Linked DNA regions of Mus musculus: all the other regions are linked to region 4. Evidence: chromatin contacts called from public promoter capture Hi-C data. All regions are on one chromosome and are shown on one strand. The core of a region is the stretch at or near the end of the contact, and the rest is flanking DNA. Distances in the headings are between cores, read along the strand shown. Region 1 holds the start of Eefsec (eukaryotic elongation factor, selenocysteine-tRNA-specific). Region 2 holds the start of Dguok (deoxyguanosine kinase). Region 3 holds the start of Nagk (N-acetylglucosamine kinase). Region 4 holds the start of Snrpg (small nuclear ribonucleoprotein polypeptide G).

Region 1 (3,514 bases), core at 47-2,546, 2.1 Mb before region 4:
TATTGTCCTGGTGACAGCAGAACGGAGCAGCCTGACTGAACTACTCATTTCATGGTGGACAGGAAGCGACTACTGCCTTCTGCTAAGCTTCATCTCATAAGACAGACCACCAGCTGGGGCCCAAGCATTTAGCACACAAGCCCGTGTAAACCAATTCACTTGCAAACCGCAACCCCTCCTGCCCTAGAAAAAGGAAGGCTGGGAATGTTGGGCCAGCAAGCCCCACCCCCTTTACATGAGAGCAGTGCCATTCAGCTCTCCAGTGCCATTCCTCCCCTGTGAGGCCCCAAGTCCCTTCTTTTCCTAGGCTTTTATCCTTTGCCAGAGCAACCACTTAGGCTTGTGACCTCTTTCATGGTTCTAGGCACCTTTCAATGCCTGAAGGGGGTTACAGAGGCTGGTTGGTATAGCACTCACGACACATTCAAGTTCATACACAACAGTTAAGTTGCAGCTCCTCATGGCAGCCTAGACTTCAAAGTGAGGTTTTTGTCCCGTCCCCACCCCCACCTCCCCTCCCCTGAATCAACGAGGACCTCTTCCTCTTTTCACAGTGCTTCCAGGTTTCTGATGGTCAATTCTCAGTCTGCACTGGACGTCTAGTGACAGTCCTTGAGGGTATCTTCCTCACTAGGCTCCCCGCCTTCCCATCTCTGTCCTTTCCAGATAGTCTGGCTTGGCAACTGGTCTTGGGTTTTACTTACTCCTGTTTTCACAGCAAATAATGTCGATCACCACATCCCAGTAAAGTGTATACAGTCTGCACTTAATAAAGGCTGACAGCCGGGCGGTGGTGGCGCACTTGGGAGGCAGAGACAGGCGGATTTCTGAGTTCAAGGCCAGCCTGGTCTACAAAGTGAGTTCCAGGACAGCCAAGACTATACAGAGAAACCCTGTCTTGAAAAAAACAAAAAACAAACAAACAAACAAACAAAAAAATAAAGGCTGACAGAAATGAATGGACGGATGGATGAGTGTGTATGGAGGGATAGAGGAAGGGATGTGTGGATGGACTGGGTGAGTGGAATGATGAAAGGAGGGAGGGAAGGAAGAATGGATGGATAGATGGTGAGATGGATGGATGGATGCATGGATGGATGAATGGATGGAAGGAGGAATCCCTAATCTCAGACTGGCGAGACTTTGTGGCGTGGGGAGCCGGATGACAGCAAACCCAGGTAGCAGGCCGGCTCTTGTCCCGCCCTGTGTGCGCTCTGCCATAGGGCTGTGGGCGCCCGAGGGCGGAAGCTTCCGTGCCGGAACCGGTGCGCTCAGCGCGGGTTGCGGGGGGGTGCGGCTTAGCAGGCGGACCGCGGGGCTGGCGCTCAGGCGACGGCGTGAGAGGCAGCGGCGGGATGGCCGGCCGGCGGGTAAATGTGAATGTGGGCGTGCTGGGTCACATCGACAGTGGCAAAACAGCGCTGGCGCGCGCGCTGAGCACCACGGCCTCCACTGCTGCCTTCGACAAGCAGCCGCAGAGCCGCGAGCGCGGCATAACGCTCGACCTGGGCTTCTCCTGTTTTGTCGTGCCGCTGCCGGGGGCAGAACCCGGTTCTAGCGACACGCTGCTGCAGGTCACACTGGTCGACTGCCCCGGGCACGCCTCCCTCATCCGGACCATCATTGGCGGTGAGCGCGGGCCGGGGCGGGAGCCGGGCTCGGGGTCCGAGCTCGCGGGATGGATGGCGGCCTGACAGCCTAGGCCTGGCCACCAGCCCGGAAGGCTTGTGGTCTCGAACTCACAGCCCGCAGACGCGGACACAGTTCTCACCTTCACTGCCGTGCACCGAGATGCTTTCCTAGAAAAATGATCCAAAGAAACAAACCCTGCAAAAAGGGTGTATACAAGTTTCAAAAAAAAAAAAAAAAAAAGTCACCACGTACCTGTCCTTTGGTCTCCTGGTTCTCTGTCCCAAACACTGCTCTCAGTTTCCTGTGTGTATGGATGGTTTCAGGAAACATACACAGAAACGCAGACAAGGTGCAGAAATGAAAGATCCTGTTTTTTTCCTTCTGTTGTACTACTTGTGGTCGGTTGGGGTAGTGGGTAGAGCCTAGTGCCTTGATAAGAGGCAAGTGCTCTAGGCTCTCTCAGGATCTCATCCCCCAGTCCCCTTTATACACAAACCATCACTGTCTGGAGACTATATCTACACATAAAGTTCCTTTGTACTTTTATACCAACATTTTCTTGACTGACCCTCGTGACTTTCCCAGAGTTGGCTGCTATTCATAATGCAGTGAATAACTCTAGCCCAGAAGGTTTTGGGATGTGCACTAGTGTAACAGGATAAGTTATGTGTGAACTAGCTAAGGCAAAGGGCCTGCGTGTTTTCAGTCATGATGGGCACTGCTAAAATCTGCTTCTAGGATCTGTACCACTTAATTAGTCTTTAATTACAGGCCACTTAGGAATAGGCCATTATAAATAAAAGGTCTTGTAACCTCCCTTCCTTGCTCAGCGTGACCCCTCCCATTCGTCTACAGGAAACTGTTGCTATGTCTTTTTAAATTCCTTTTGCAAACCCATTTAACTACACTTAAATCTAAGAACAGAACCCCATAACCTGTTTGTAAGCACCCAGCACAAAAGGAGGTGTGGCTGAGTCTACCTGCTGTAGCTCCAGTGACCCATTTCCTGCTTCTCCGCTTGCCCTGGGTTTCTTTCCAGCAGTGTGCTGTAAGCCTGGAAGCATGTATATGGGGCAGGTGGGTCATTCCAGCTGTGTGGCCTCCCTTTCTCTGTGCTGCAGGCAGCCTAAGACTGTTTCCTTGTTTCACTGAAGTGGAAATGGAGGCTTACCTGCCAGAGTTACTCTCCTGCACAGTATCTATTGAGTTCAGGATTCACTCATTAAAGACTATCAAGGGCCACACAGTAAACTAAACTGAAAACTCCCACTAAATTCTGACTGGTTGTGTTCAAATACATTTTAGGAAATGTACTCTAAGCTAGTGTAAATTGGAGATGGAACACTACAGGGTAGAAACTAGAAAGTGGGGTTGGCATGTCCCTCAGTGGTGGAGTACCTGCTTAGTGTGCAGGATGCACTAGATTCCACCCGCCTCCCCCCCCCCCCCCCAGTATTGCAAAGAAAAAGAAAGAAAGAAAGAAAGATGAAGTTTTTTTCTGGAAAATATAGAATCTGACTTGTAATAACTATAATTTTCATCTTTATGATGGTGTGTAAGTGTTACAAGTTCAGTGGAGTTTTGACCTTTCCTGGTTCGTCACATGGTTGGTTCTCATGACACTGAGCAGTGCAGCAATCTGCAGCTCCTAGTCGGCCCTGAGGTCGAGAGTGCAAATCTCTGTGTACCCAACTCTGGTTGCTGAGCTGGCAGGCCCAGAGCTTCTGTGTATTCAGTGCATTTCTTAGCTTACTATATTTTGAACCTATAATAACAGTGTTGGATGTAGCTCAACTGTAAGAGGAGAATCTAAAATCTAGGCCAGGGCAGAAGGACAGACATTGTTTTAGAGATGTACAGAATTGGGTTCGCAGCTTTTTTC
Region 2 (3,138 bases), core at 311-2,810, 2.9 Mb after region 4:
GCTGAGCAGTCTCTCCAGCTTAATTCATCTCAATAACCATAAACTTCTTTAAGGCAAGGCTTCACACTGTGTCCCAGGCTGACCTGCAGGGCTTGAATTGGCAACACTACTCCTGACTCAGCCTCTCAATTACAATGACCCCGAGGACAGAGAGACTCTCATTCTTTGGGGGACAGGGGCAGTTAAGTATTTCCCAGCTCTGATTTTATACAAGCAAAGAAATGTAATCGGTATTTCTGCACAGTGATGGTTACTGGTGTGTGGCAGTGGCAATGGATAGAATTTAGCGGCTCCGATCTCCACGAGAATCCTACCTAGATTATAGTTGTTGTAGCCAAGGCTAAGTGCAGTGGTCAGAGGACACCTTTCAGGTGGTGGTTCTCTCATTTCACCACGTGGGACCTGAGGATTGTGACCCTGTGGTGAACAGGCTTAGCAGCAAGTGCCTTTAGTCAACTTGCAAGCCCCCTCCTCCTTTTTGAGCTAGTCTCGTACATCCCAAGATGGCCTCCAATGCACTGTGTAGCCAAGGATGACTGAACTTCTGAGCCTCCTACCTCCACCTCTCAAGTTCTAGGATTACAGGCGTGTGCCACCATACTGGAGTTCTCTGCTCCAGATCCAGCCCACAGCTTTGTGTGTGCTAGGCTCCACAGGTCACATCTTTCCAACAACTGCAGGACTGTAGATTTTATGTTTCAGAAAGTCTCTTCCATGCCTCCTCTCCCCTCACTCACTGCATATAGTCCTGTACATGTCTCCTCTCCAGGATTCATTCTTACAGAGCCAATACCATGCTTAATCCAACTCGTTATCCTGATGAGATTCCTCCAAGTGAACATTTACCTATTTAAAGGTCAAAATAAAATGGGGTGTGATAAAATAAATGGTCCAACATTGTGCTGACAGTTACACAGGATGCGAAACATTACTTGTGTAAGTTATTGGATTGTTCCCTTCCTGCTTAAAACAGTCCAGTCTCTTCCTGTAGGCAATAAAGTCCCAAAGTATGGAGGAAGAAGGCATTTATCTTAGGGCCAGTGAGACGGCTCAGCAGGTAAAAACACTAGCTGCCAAGACTGATAGCCTGAGTTTGAGCAGACTCTTATAAGTCGTCCTGACCTCTACAAGTGCGCCATTAATGAGTAAGTAAAATGATACGTAATGAGCATGCTGGAACACACATTGTAGGCTCACCACTTGGGACGGGGAGGCAGGAGGACCAACTGCACTACATGAGACCTTGTCTCAAAATATCAAAATAAATAAGTATAACAAGATTTTTGTTGTTCTGTTTTTCAAGACAGGGTTTCTTTGTGTAGCCCTGACTGTCCTGCGACTCACCCTGTACACCATACTAATATGCAATATACACATATTAATTAAAACGATGAGAGGGCTACGGACGCCTGAACTCTACTTCAGCACACCCTCCTACACCACAACACCGAGACACTCCCACATCGTCCCTGCAAATGTCGCGAGAACAGAGCAGCTCCTGCGGCCTCACCCGCCTAGAGAGCTAAAACCAGCCACTTCCTGCCTGACGGCCCTCTGACGTCAAAGGTGCGCTGGCGTCGCTTGATCGCAGGCGGAAGTGCTCTCGGCGGAAGTGCCCGCCTTGCTCGGCTTGGGTAGGATGGCTGCAGGTCGGTTCCTTCTGCGTCGTCTCCGAGCGTCTTTCCGTTCCCCGCTGCGGAACGCGCTCGTGGACGCGCCACACGCCAGGGCCATGCACGACGGGGGCGGCCCCCGAAGGCTCTGCATTGAAGGCAACATCGGTAAGGGCCAGAAAGTGGCTGTCGAGCCTTGGCCTCCGCCGAGTAGGTGGCTGAGAGGCTGGGAAAAGAAGTTGGCCTCAGATCTGTCCCACCCTGCCCACCTGACCCCTTCTGCTGCCACCGCCCAACCTGCCGGCCGGTTCTGCATGTCAGGCCTTTCTCCCACAGTGCACCGCGGGTTTTGATTTTGGGAGACATTGGGCCCCAGTACCCGCCCACCTACTCACCCACGGGGACGTAATAGCCTGACGCAGGCTTTAGATAGCCCCAGAATTATACTGGTTTACTGGCATGTTTCATTCGCTAGAAATAGATGCGACAGTGTGCCGGTTCTTTTCCTAAAATAGCATCACCAGATTTAGCAAAAATAAAAATAAATGTCCAGTTTACATAGTTTAAGATAATTTTGGTGTGTCACATGCAGTATTTGGGGCATACACTTAAAAAATGAGCCATTGTTTATTTAGACTTTTTTTTTTTTTTTTTTTCCCCTGAGACAAGGTTTCTCTGTGTAGCGTTGACTGTCCTGGAACCCGCTCTGTAGACCAGGCTGGCCTAGAACTCAGAAGAGATCCGCCTGCCCCTTGCCTCCCTTGTGCTGGGATTAAGGGGATGTGGCACCACCGCCTGGCTTAGATCAATTCTTAACAGATTCCATTTTCACTATTTTGCTGTACCCCCATGTTAATTGCACTACAAATTATTATGACAGTGTTCTATTGTTTTGAAACAGTCACTGTGTAGCCCTAGCTGGCTTGGATCTTGCTATTTAGACCAAGCTGGGCTCAAACTCACAGAAAGTTGCCTGCCTGGTTAGGAAGGATCATGCTTCTTAAATTTAGAAATAGATACTTATTATATATTTTGTTATAAGTAACCCAGTATCTTAAAAAACAAAAAAGCAACATGGAAGGAAAATGGCTCAACTCACTGTTGCTGAATTCTGAGGGTACTTAGCTCTGCACAGATGCTGATAATGCTATCAGGTGTGGGCTGCTCAAGACATTCTAGCAGCAAATAGTTTCTCGTTTTATTCATTCAGCAAATCGCCCTTTGAGTGTCTTCTCTGTGCTGGCACTGTTCCTTGACCCTACGGATACAGCCATGACCAGATCAAATAAAAATTCTGCACTTTAATAGGAAGTGATACATAATAAAGCTACAGAAATTAATTAAGCGGGGTAAATAAACAGTGGATGAGCTATTGATGAGTAAGATGAGAGGTTGAGGGTGGTTGTCTGTCTTCCAAATATAGTAATTGCCAAGTACCTCACTGGTGAAGGGATGCTGGATCAATAACCTGAACAGTGTGGGGGAGTGAGCGAGGTGGGCAGCTGACCAACAGTATTCCAGGCAG
Region 3 (3,344 bases), core at 436-2,935, 2.6 Mb after region 4:
GAGGCTTTGCTCCTTTTGCCTGGTAGGTCCTACTTCCTCTGCAAGGTCCCACTCACAGTCTGTCTCATGCAGGGCTTCTCCTTACATTAATAAGCTCTAGCTAGCAAAGACCGCTCTGAATCAAGAGTGTATTCCATTGTTTAGCTTCTCATGAGCTCCACTGGCTCCAGAGTGATGACCTATCCTCCTAACCTATCGTGAGCATGGCCCAAACGACTTATGGTAAATACGTCGGACGGAATAAGCAGACCTCTCACAACAGCTAAGGGTTACTTTGAGGACCTATCTTCTGACACCAGGGTCTTCAAGACACCTGTGAGAAACTATCACCAGTCAGGGAGAAACTCATACTGCCTTCAGCAACTAAGCCCTCCTGAGTTAAATCCCTGGGGTAAGTGGTACTTTAGAAGAAGGGTGATACGTGTAGGAGGATGTCCTACTGACCAATACTTTTTGTTGTTGTTGTTTTGTTTTGTTTTGTTTTTTTGTTTTTCAAGACAGGGTTTTTCTGTGTAGCCCTGGCTGTCCTGGAACTCACTGTGTAGACCAGGCTGTCCTCGAACTCAGAAATCTGCCTGCCTCTGCCTCCCAAGTGCTGGGATTAAAGGCGTGCGCCACCACCGCCCGGCTCTGACCAATACTTCTTGTAATAGACAATAAAGACTCGATCCAACTCAAAGAGTAGTACATCAAGAGTACATCCGAAGGGATATTAATGCATGAGACAGTAGATTAAAAATCCAAATTAATTTCTTGACAAACTGGGAAAAATAAGTTCTACCTTCCATATGAATATAACAAGGCTAAGTGCAAACTCCTACGCTGTGCTGAGGGTTTTTCCTTGTAAGGTATCATAAATAAAGCCAGGGGTCATCCGCTTTCGCAATTCACGGGAAGAGACTTCCGGGTAAATCAGCAGCAAGCAGCTAGGATACCAAATCTTCCTATCAGGTCCTGATTTGACACACCCAGTTCCACAAAATGCTTGTCACGCGCAGGGGACCGGATAAACCACCATCTTGCTCACTCTTGTCCTTGCCTTACGTCTCACCCAAAGCCATGCTTAGTAGAGCTACTTCCCAAAGTCAAGCAGACCAGCTTCTAAGCAGGAGAATATAGGAACCAAGGGCGTTCGGGGCCGACAGCAGTGGAGGGTCCGGAGCACCAAGATAAGACAGTGCTCTGGTGACAGCTGCTTAACTCCCGGGTTCCCTTGTGCATGAATCTCAGTCTCAGCTTCTGCCTCTTTCCCACGTCCACCCGCGACCGGCAACTTCCCACCTGACCCCCCAGCTCTGCACAACTCTCCAGGTTGACACAAGAGCCCTGTGGCAGAAAGGTGATGGCCGGGAGGGGCGTGGTCGCACCGTGGAGCACAAAGGCACCGGGCATGGTGTGGGCCGCCGCCCCCTGACCCGCCGCTCCCGGACGGACAGCCTTCGGCCGATCCAGCGCTCACCCTTCCACGCCACCATAAAGCGCGGCCATACTACCGTTGCCACCGCTGGTCCGCCGTAGCAACCTCGACCCTAGCCGTGACTTCGCTCCCGCCCACACGGGCACCGCCCCTTGTCATGTGACTACGACGCGCTTGCGTAGGGTGTGGATGCTACGTCCTCTCTCGCCCCTGCTGTCGCCTCCCGCAGCTTTCCCCTCCGGTTTTTTCTAGCCCGCCGTTCAAGTGACTGCTTCGCGAGGAGGCGGCACCCCAGCTGAGGCTCCTGGGAGGGTGTGTGAGGGCTGCCAAGGGCCAGCCGGAAGTAGCTGGCAGACGCGCGCTAACTGTGGGGTGCGCACGCGCAGACGCTTTTGGAGGCAAGCTCAGAGTCTGGCGGATGTGTCTGAGGACCAGGGCGGGAGCCAACGTCCAGACCACCCCACCCTGGCTCATGAGCGCACACTCTACCTTGTGCTGAGTACGCTGAGCAGGTCTCAGTGAGGCCCCAGGCTGCTGTCAGCTGAGGTTTGTGCGGCGGTGAGGATAGAGCCCAGGGTTTCATGTGTGTCAGGCTAGCGCTCTACAAGTGATCTGAGTCCAACTCTGTTCTTTCTGGACTGTATCTCGTCTGTATAACCCAGACTGGCATGGAATGCAATGCTGGCTCAGCATGCTAAAAACTGGCACTCACAGACCATATTTCACCTTCTGGCCACCACCTGCTCAACTCTAAACTGTGCAGTGGAACTGGAGGAAGAGAGGAAGATACCGTTAGGTCCTGTAGAAGAGTGACTCCTGCGTGTTTCCTCAGGCTCCAGGTTGTTCCAGCCCTACTTAAGAGGCAGCTTCAATAGCCAGGAGGACTGTCTGCTGCTCTTGACATTTCTTTGAGACTTCAGATGGAGTCTCCTTGGGGCTAGCATGTCTCTGTCCAACCTCGGACCTCTGAGCCTGCCTCCTGTGGAGAAATCTTGAACTGGGATCCTCTTTCCCTGTCAGATAATTGGGTCCGGTTGTGTTTTGATGTAAACAGTTGGGAAGGTGGGCACACAGAGCCTCATATATCCCAAACTCACCTCAGACTCTGGCTGAGGATGACCTTAAACTCCTGATTCTCCTGCCCCACCTCCCAAGTGCTAGGATGTTTTGGTGTAGGCTTGCTTTCTAAGGTTCCAGAGTGAATGAATTCTTTACCTCCTTTCTTACCTATGTGACTCAGTAAAGCACCAAATAATTCAAGAATAGAAATAACATTATTGCCTGATAGAGAAACTAGAGGGAAGTGAGACATTACCATTCACAGTACTTCAGAGCTGGAAAATGCTTCCTCCAACAACATCTTTAGAATCAAAGATAATTCCATAGGATTCTGATTGAATGGAAGTTTTGGCAAGAGTGTGATGTTGTGGGTGAATTCTGATGGAAAAGTTCCCTTTAGCACTGGTGTAATGAGTCTTGGGATCCATTTGTGACAGCGCTGATGTGCTTTTGTTCTGTTGTTTGAATCTTTTTGTAATGAGATTGCAAGTCACCAGGACTGGCCCTACACTCCTGAGGTGTCTGAGGCTGTCCTTGAATCCCAGTCTTTCTGTCTCCACCCCCTAAATGCTCGGATGAAAGGACCACACTGCCCTCCTGGCTTTGCATTACTTGTTTAGAAAGGAATACAGAGAGAAAGTTTGGTTTAAAGACAAGATTGACTTCTGAATTTGGGTGAGAATTACTGTAATCGCTGCCAGTTCTCCCCTTCACAATGAAGATGAGAAACCTCAGGGCCAAGACATGGCTCAGAGGGTAATAGCACCTGCTGCTCTTGCAAAGGACTGGAGGTGTGTTCCCAGGACCTACATCAGGGCTCACAAACCCTGTCACTGCAGCCCCAGGGGATTCAACTCTGTTTTCTGGC
Region 4 (3,141 bases), core at 404-2,903:
GATAAAATGTAGGGATGAGAAAAAGGCATCAACTCAGAGAAGAGAAGTTCAGTGACAAAGTAGCTCACACAGGCTCTGCTCCAAACACGCCAATAAAAATATGGACACAATCACTAGTTCCAGTCTCTGAAAGGCCCAAGTATATCTGTTAAGAATCAGAGGACACTGAAGATTACAGGTAGGGAACAGTGCTTTTGTTCAAAACCAATGCCATTTTGCCAATTCCTGCTAAATCCAGACCTCATTTATTAGCTCATCATCAAAACAAACAGTGCAGAATAACTTCTTTTTAAAATGTCAGACTTATGGCTTAATACATCTTTATTATGTTGTGTTCTGCCTATAGGCCTGCAAGCCAGAATAGGGTACCAGATCCTATTACAGATGGTTGTGAGTCACCATGTGGTTGCTGGGAATTGAACTCAGGACCTCTAGGAAGAGAAGTCAGTGCTCTCAACCTCTGAGCCAACTCTCTAGGCCCGGTTTAACAGATTCAGATTCAAACAAAACTGCAGGGGTTTCACACAGAGGGCTTTGATTAAAATGTGCACTCAAATACAAAAATCAGCAAATGTTGTTATCTTTCCCCTGCATTGGGGTCTTGACAGAACTTTACAGTAGCAAACAGGCTATACACAAGACAGATTATTTTCTGGCTACACCAGAAAAGACCCAGTATTAATCTTGTATTGAGCAACCCAATGACTATGTGCATATGCGACAGGTTCAGGCCAGTCAGAAGTGTCTGAGACCAAAGGGTCTGTCTGATTTTACTGGGTACAGAATAAAATTCTTCAGAAATTAGCTCTTTACAAGTAGAAAATGGATGTCCTTCCATGGATTTATTGCCAGAGCAAGATATTACACAACGTTTAAATGTAACTTGAATACAAGGACAGTGTATCAGAAACCTAGTTCTTGGGGCTGCAGATGGCCCAGCGCTTATTGCTTGTCCAGAGGACACGAGTCCAGCTATTATTAACCACGCCAGAGGGCTCACAACCTCCTACAAGTTCTGTTTCTGCAGATCCAATGCCCGCTTTGGCCTCCGCAGGAGCTGCACCCACGTGCACAAACATATAACTAAACATGTCTCTGAGCACCAAAAAGGGGAAAAAAAAACCCCAAAACTAAACCTAGCTCTCTTGATGAACGCAAATGAACGCGCACATTTATTGAAACACAAAACGCTACCTCACCTTAAACTTTTTGAGACACAGTGTCTTTTTTTTTTTTAAGCCTAGGCTGGTCTGGAACTCGCGGTAATTCTCCTGCCTAAGCTTCCTGAATATTGGCCCCATAGATCACAGCCAATCACGTCCGACTCCAATCGATCATTTTAAGCCCACGAGTCTCCGGTTCCTCACAACCATGCACCTCGACCGCTGCCCTGGTCCCCAACCAGGTTGCCTTTGGCTGCCCGCCTAGGAGAGCCCCAGCTTTGGGAAGACAGAGGCACCGGCACTGCAGTAACCATGCCGACCGGACCTTAGCGCCACTTCCGGCTCCCGCGACCGTCGGGACCAGCGGCGGCAGCCCGAGCGAGACAGAAGTCTCGATAGGGCCGACTCTACTCACTTCTTCAGCTCGGGAGGGTGGGCTTTGCTCATGGCGACTCCTCTGCGGGCTCGGCACAACGGCGAAGGAGTGAGCAGGCTCAGAAACGCGCGCAAGGCAGGCTTGGCGCTGGTGTCTGACGTCACCGCCGCGCGAGCCAATCGCCTTCGGAGAACATTACCTTTCATCTCGCGATATTGATGGGGATGTCTGAACCTGCGGACCAGAGCCACGCTTCCGGTTGCGTCGCCAGTGACAGGCCACGACGGAGAGGCTGTGTTCGGCTAAGCTTCCTTTGTGTAAAATTGAAGTGGCAGGTCACTTTAAAAACAGACCCCTTCATTTATATTTTATGTATGAGTGCTCTACATGTACACCTGCGCGCCAGGGGAGGACCTCAGATCCTACTATAGATGCTTGTGAGCCACCATGTGGGTGCTGGAATTGAACTCCAGAGCTCTGGGAGAACAGCCAGTGGTTTTAACTGCTGAAGCGTCTCTCCAGCCTGTGTGTCACTTCTTTTCTTTCCTTTTCCCACTTACTACACTTTTTTTCTCTTTACATTTTTGTCATTTCCCCTGCCCCTTCCTCATTGTTTTTGACGTAATTCATGCTGGCTTCGAGTTCACTGTGTAGTCAACGCTGGCTTTGAACTGTTGCTTCCCGTGCTAGAATCAACGGCATCTGCACCACGCTGCCCTTAATTTCCTAAGCACATCCAGGCGAAGCCGAGGGCTCCTGAAGCACAGAATAGCTTGTCCGCATCAGTAGCAGGAAGGTGGCTAGGCGGATTCTCTTGAGGACGTGAATCCAGTGTCTGGGGTATTTCTGATTCATCAATTCTGCAATTCTAACGCTGCCTTCAGAACCCACTTAGCACACTACAGTCCATACATAAAAGCTGAGGAGTACCACACAAGTCCTGAGGTATTGAGCTTGCCCCTGCCTCCTGAGGGCTGGGAATAAAGGTGTGCACTCTCCCAGGGTGGTGGCACTGCCCTCAGTGCACTGGGCTCTCTCATGGTAGTCATTAATGACCCACAGACATGTCCAGAGACCTGTTAGATGGAAGCAGCTCTTCAATTGAGGTTCTCCTCATGATTAGTTTGTCATCAACAAAAAAATAGCACAAGAATGCTTAGCTATACACTCTCCCCACCACTTGCTGTGCTAGTTGAAACTAGAAAACGAACATGAATAATGATAGTCTTTAGCAAAGACTGACCTCAAAGCAGGAGGGAAATCCTCAGCTTGCCTTACAGTACTGAAATTACAGTATGCACCTTTTACAATTTAGTTATAATATGTAAGTACACTGTAGCTGTCTTCAGACACTCCAGAAGAGGGCGCCAGATCTCATTAGGATGGTTGTGAGCCACCATGTGGTTGCTGGGATTTGAACTCAGGACCTTCGGAAGAGTTTTCTTAACTGCTGAGCCATCTTTTCAGCCCCCCCCCCCATGTACCTTTAATCCTAAGTTATCTTTTCAACATTAACAGCTTTCAAGTTATGATGCTCTCTGCCTTCCTCTTGGTGTTTCCCATTTACTGATATATCACTACCCATAAGAAAAAGGTGGAGAC

Evidence for each region. Promoter capture Hi-C pulls out the DNA fragments that hold promoters and counts their contacts. Capture Hi-C pulls out chosen DNA fragments and counts their contacts.
Region 1: a promoter capture Hi-C map of pre-B cells shows a contact between it and region 4, with 4 times the contacts expected there. The contact joins the promoter of Eefsec here to the promoter of Snrpg in region 4. A contact is called at or near these places in 1 of 39 promoter capture datasets (pre-B cells) and 1 of 484 Hi-C or Micro-C datasets (CD4 T cells).
Region 2: a contact with region 4 is called in a promoter capture Hi-C map of liver, with 5 times the contacts expected there. The contact joins the promoter of Dguok here to the promoter of Snrpg in region 4. A contact is called at or near these places in 1 of 115 datasets of contacts at active chromatin or transcription factors (astrocytes) and 1 of 9 other capture datasets (liver).
Region 3: a promoter capture Hi-C map of adipose tissue shows a contact between it and region 4, with 4 times the contacts expected there. The contact joins the promoter of Nagk here to the promoter of Snrpg in region 4. A contact is called at or near these places in 1 of 115 datasets of contacts at active chromatin or transcription factors (astrocytes) and 2 of 9 other capture datasets (adipose tissue and liver).

Annotation. Positions count from the first base shown.
Region 1 is chr6:88,444,321-88,447,834 of GRCm38.p6, reverse strand. Eefsec (eukaryotic elongation factor, selenocysteine-tRNA-specific) reads left to right here and starts at 1,296. Exons shown (of 7, transcript NM_023060.3): 1 at 1,296-1,629. The coding sequence starts at 1,356.
Region 2 is chr6:83,505,391-83,508,528 of GRCm38.p6, reverse strand. Dguok (deoxyguanosine kinase) reads left to right here and starts at 1,560. Exons shown (of 7, transcript NM_013764.2): 1 at 1,560-1,781. The coding sequence starts at 1,640.
Region 3 is chr6:83,793,398-83,796,741 of GRCm38.p6, reverse strand. It overlaps Nagk (N-acetylglucosamine kinase), which reads right to left and starts at 1,685. Exons shown (of 10, transcript NM_019542.2): 1 at 1,460-1,685. The coding sequence starts at 1,488. It also overlaps the pseudogene LOC665004.
Region 4 is chr6:86,370,052-86,373,192 of GRCm38.p6, reverse strand. It overlaps Snrpg (small nuclear ribonucleoprotein polypeptide G), which reads right to left and starts at 1,653. Exons shown (of 4, transcript NM_026506.2): 1 at 1,579-1,653. The coding sequence starts at 1,610. Fam136a (family with sequence similarity 136, member A) reads right to left here. Exons shown (of 3, transcript NM_025591.3): 3 at 3,135-3,141.